Regions from separate parts of the Hordeum vulgare genome. Here region 1 is linked to region 2. Evidence: chromatin contacts called from public Hi-C data. All regions are on one chromosome and are shown on one strand. The core of a region is the stretch at or near the end of the contact, and the rest is flanking DNA. Distances in the headings are between cores, read along the strand shown.

Region 1 (2,700 bases), core at 87-2,586, 320 kb before region 2:
AAAAAGTATGACGTGGCAACTAATAAATGAGAAAAGAGAGAAATTGAGTAACTTAAGGCTGGTCATAGTGGGGAGTATCATATAATACTATCATGCATATGATACTATTGTATGATACTATCTTCATAGTGCATAGTATCATAAACTAGTAACATAGATGTTCTCATTTATTGACATGCATGACACATAGTAACATAACATTTAACATGTTACAGTATCTACCTATGTTACTCTAACCCTCCCTCTCTTCATTAATTATCTGCCACATCAGCATATTTGTTATTCACAAGTACATGATACTACCTTAGTTACTCCCACTATGGCTAGCCTAAGCACGTTACTAGTACCTCTATGAGTAACATAGCGGATATCAAGGCAAGATGAGTCTATAGCTTAATAAATGATAGACTCAATGTTACTACCCCTATGTTACTATCCACTATGAAGGTAGTAACTTAGACTAGTAACATATGTATGTTACTACTCTATGTTACTCCTCATTGTGAGTAGTCTAATGACACACAAGCGAAGGAACTTGTGATTGAATGAGTAGGAATGCAGTGGTATTTTCAGTCCATCATAAATTTAATACTCGTGCTCATATTTTTTTTGGTTTATTTCAAGACTTTAGCATTGGGTGTTTAATGAATATAGACTTGATAGTGTATGTGCGTATGTATAATCATCTACTCCCTCCGTTTGGTGAAGAGTTTACATTTGAATTAAAATTTGTTCACCAAATAATGTACTTCTATATTTCCAATGCATTTTAAAGTAAAAAAACCAATACTTCCCTCTCCTCACATGGTAATCTAAACCAATAACATCCTACACATGATCTTCTTAATTTTCGCATGTATTTAGCTCATTGAGGATCGTGCAATTAAAGAAAAGAGATTGTGGTTTATATGATTTTAATGAATTTATTTCTTCACTTTATAATTTATTTAAAAAAATTATATGTACACTTTTCATCGAAAGGAGGAAATATGTCTATATTGTGTTAACCGAAAAAAAAAGTATGTATTGTGTCGGCATCCCACCATTTGTTTTTTTTGATAACAAACGGCATCCCACCATTGTGTGCTGATTCCCACAAATTTCCGGCCGGGTTCCGCTAATTAACCACCGAGGAGCGTTCTGCAAAGGCATCGATCACGTCACTTTTACTTCTTCTGATAACACTGTGTCAGTGTCATATGCACGTCACACGCTTCCGCCTCCCAATGCCCTGTCTCCCCCGCCACCTCGCGCGAAAGCGACGGAGGGGGAAGCAGCTAAATAAAATCCACGGCCGTTGCCATCATCGCTGCCCCCTTCCTTGATCGCGACCGGTTGGGTGCGTGTAGGTCTGCCTGCTCTGCCCACCGCCCTCTCTCCCCAGTCTTTCTCTCCGGCGCGTCGCGTATGTATGTGCCCCGCCAAAGCGCCGAGTATCCACGCAGCTGCAGCTGCAGCTGCTGTCCCCGCCGGCCTAGCTAGCTAGCGCTGCCTGCCAAAAGCGCAGCCCGCACGTCTAAAGCCGACGAAATTCTTCTGCGGCTAAAGCTGCCACTCTCCCCGTCTGCCTCTCTCTCTCTCTCTCTCTCGAGGCGAGCTTGATATACTGCCGTTTGCCATCACAAAACATAGTACAGACATCGACCACAGACACGCACGCACAGCTCGCGCGCGTCTGCTCCGGGGCTGAGGAGTGAAGTGAGCCGTCGCCATGGCGGGAACCTTACGCGCGGCAGTGGCCGCCTCGCAGCCGCCGCCGCCGCCGTCCCCGCTCCCGCCGTCCAGGGGCGCAACGGCGAGCGGCGGCATCCCTTGGCTGCTCAGGAAGCGCGCTAGCAAGGCGCGCCACGACCCGCCGCTCGGCGGGCAAGAACCTGATGCCCACGATGAGGTGGAAGTGGAACTGGACGACGAGGGAGCCACCTTCGTGGTCTCCACTCCCTGCGCTGCGGACGCTGCTGGGGCGGGAGGAGGAACCCCTGAGCGGTCAGGGAAGCGCCGCGAGGCGCTCGCCCGGCTCCGATCCGCGGTGCTGGCCGTGGTGGCGCGCGCGCGGCGCCGGCGCGGGCGCAGGCCGATGGGGTCGAGCGTCACCGGCACCATCTTCGGCCGGCGCCGGGGCCGCGTGCACCTGGCTCTGCAGACGGACCCGCGCGCGCCGCCGGCGCTCATGGTGGAGCTGGCCGCGTACTCCACCGGCGCGCTCGTCAGGGAGATGTCCTCCGGCCTCGTTCGCATCGCCCTCGAGTGCGAGAAGACGGCTGCACACACGGGTAACAATATGATACGTACCATACCATGCATACTTGCTTCGTACGCCTTGTATTGTACGTATATATACATGCCGTTGCGATCGACCGACGTCGTACGTGTCTCTACGTGTGCATGCATGCAGGCGGCGAGAGGCGGCGGACGGCGCTGGTGGAGGAGCCGACGTGGCGAGCGTACTGCAACGGGCGCAAGTGCGGCTACGCCGTACGGAGGGAGTGCGGCGCGGAGGAGTGGCGGCTGCTCCGGGCCGTGGAGCCCGTCTCCGTTGGCGCTGGCGTCGTCCCGGACGGCGGCGCCGGCGAGGGGGACCTGATGTACATGAGGGCCAGGTTCGAGAGGGTGGTGGGATCCAGGGACTCCGAAGCGTTCTACATGATAAACCCCGACGGCAACGGTGGGCCTGAGCTCAGCATCTACCTCCTCAGAGTC
Region 2 (2,700 bases), core at 56-2,555:
CAATGCCATTTTGTTCATATGATAAGAAAGTTTTCATTAGATCTTAGCTATTTTTTGTCTTCCTTTAAAATGCAAAAAATATAGGAATCACTCCCACGATAGGAACCCACAAACCAAAAGGATGAGGCTTGTTTGGTTCGTAGGAATTATCTATATCTATACCTACTAATAAATAAAATATGTATTCTTAGTCCGTCATGTTATTTTTATAGACCCCCCTCATGTTGTTGATATTAAACCCGCAATACATATCAAATGTTTTTAAAAATACTCATATCTTCTAAATCGTAACTTCAAATTTAACTTTTTATATATGGAATTTGATTGGAAAACTATGCAGAATATGAATATGATGTTATTTTACTCGTTAACCATTTTTAAAAAAGTACTATCTTGGGTGCAATCCTAATCAATAATGCATTATCTCTCTTTCTTTTATACCGATACTGATCCGGATTGTGGATGAACATCTCAGCAAAATTAGGATTGAAGATGAAATTGAAGATCACTTATTCATTTCTTTATACGTATTAAATCTACACATGCAAGCCGTGTTTAAAAGACCTATGAAATCTTGAACTACATTTTTATAGGATAAGATGTTCTTTGCTTGGGCCATAGCTACAAATAGTCAGATTATAAACTCTTTTTTTGAAAAATTAAGAACGTGTGGTATTCTTTTCTTCCATTGCAACGGACATGCCCTTTTGCTAGTATAGGATGAAATTCCTATAGAATTTCTTTTATTTTAGAGCCATTTAATTTGTAGGAATTGATTCATATTTTCACGTAGAATTGGCGCACGTTTTATGTATTTTTTAGCTCATACCTAATATACTAATGAAAAACTAAGATACATGCCGCTTCAACTCCTACAACTTTTTATTCCAAAGAATTCGTACCCTATGACATTCCGAAAAAACCCTATCCTATGAACAAAAGAAAATATTTTTTTTTCTTGCAAGAACCCTATCATATATAATTCGTACAAAATTTCTAAATCTAAAATATCAAAGATCCAAAGGTTGGGAGTATTAGAAATTCTGCCAGCTACAGGACTCCACTAGATTGCGGGCCCGTGGTGTCATAGTCGGCGAGTCCACGCTCCCGGCTACTCACGCCACATGAATCTGCCATTACGCTGCCACTACCTATCCATAGGATCTACATTATACATGGACCGTCCGTGCTAAGCACTTGTCACCGCCAGATGGGCCCAAGCACCGTAATCATCTGTAGGCCCCACCAGTAATGGACAGCCAACAAGTAACGTAATCCGTCATGAAATAGAGAGGCGAGGGGAGAGCGATTAGCTAAGGCTTTAAAAAAAGAAGAGGGGGAATAACCAGAAAAATAGCGTGGAAAAAAGAATACAGCGAACTCGGAGCGGGGGATCGGAACCCTAGGCGAGGCCGGCGGCGATGGCGGCAGCGCCGGAGACGTACATCGGGAGCGTGATAAGCCTCACGTCGAAGAGCGAGATCCGGTACGAGGGCGTCCTGTACACCATCAACACCGAGGAGTCCAGCATCGGGCTCAGGAACGGTGGGTTTCCCGCATCCCTCCCGTCGTTGGCCTTCTTCTTTTCCTGATCGGTCGCCGATTTGCGAGGGGACTACGGAGTGCCCACGCGATGTGGTTAAATTGTGCCCCACGATGTGGAGTAGATTTTACTTTATTTTCTTTTCCTTTGTTCAATTTCGTGTTGCGGATGTTGCGGAATTTGAGTCCCCCTTTTGCAGGATTTATGTCGGAGTTGGGATTTAGGTTTTATCCTTGCAGCTTTTCAATTCCCAAACAAAAGCGCTCTTTGAATCATCATTTAGTGAATTATTATGTGATGTTGGGCGATGCGAATTCAAGTTCACGAAGTTGGTGATTTGTTACTTATCTCTTCGTTTCCTCGTGCTTAGTTAAAGTTCGTCATCTTCCCCGCAGTCTAACACAATTACTTTAGTTCTACAGCGAGTCTGACTTAAATGTGGGTGGGGGATTGTTCACAGCTATCCAGTAGTCAAGCACATTACTACTGGAAAGTCTTCTATTTTCTGTCCATTTATAGTAATCAAATTGCAAGTAGCATCACACTAACGTTAACGGTTTCGCGCCAAATCGTGTAAGAGTTTATATTGGGGATGTTGTTGTACAGCTGAAAGGGTCTTGGAACCTTTGCCATGTTTGGAGTGTGGATTAATGCATGTTCAAGGGCCCATTGTGTCGGTTGCTTTGCGAAGTGGCAAATTGGCGCGCATGTGTTGAAGTATTAATTATGGACAACCAAGCAAAGGCTTTAATTTTTGGCAACATTTTCTGCCTCCTAGAAATTTCCTTTTTTGGGAATGATTGGCAAACAGTAAAGACCACACATCTGTTTAGTAGCACCGAACAAGCAAAAAATTATCTTTCAGGCATAGGTTCGACCTTCCTGATCTTTCGCCCATACTGAGGATAGGTACATAATAGGAGCTAACAATATTTGATCTACATAGAAGTGCGATCTATTAGGAAATGGAGGCTGCAAGCAATGTTGACGTCCGAACAATATTTTGTCCATACATCAATGACAGACCGGCACCTGGAAGTCACCAAGTTTAAGCAATTCTTCTCATGTGGCACATTCACTTTTTTTAACTGGACTATTCTGTGTTGTACCACATTGCAGTTCGTTCGTTTGGAAGTGAAGGTCGTAAGAAGGATGGC

The links. Hi-C and Micro-C count contacts between places; a contact is called where the count stands out from the background.
Region 1: a contact with region 2 is called in a Hi-C map of seedling, with 9 times the contacts expected there. The contact joins the promoter of LOC123410689 here to the promoter of LOC123412881 in region 2. A contact is called at or near these places in 2 of 6 Hi-C or Micro-C datasets (leaf and seedling).

What each region holds. Positions count from the first base shown.
Region 1 is chr7H:149,719,778-149,722,477 of MorexV3_pseudomolecules_assembly, reverse strand. It overlaps LOC123410689 (protein MIZU-KUSSEI 1-like), which reads left to right and starts at 1,336. Exons shown (of 2, transcript XM_045103628.1): 1 at 1,336-2,273; 2 at 2,396-2,700. The coding sequence starts at 1,712.
Region 2 is chr7H:149,404,122-149,406,821 of MorexV3_pseudomolecules_assembly, reverse strand. It overlaps LOC123412881 (protein decapping 5-like), which reads left to right and starts at 1,305. Exons shown (of 8, transcript XM_045105841.1): 1 at 1,305-1,545; 2 at 2,663-2,700. The coding sequence starts at 1,422.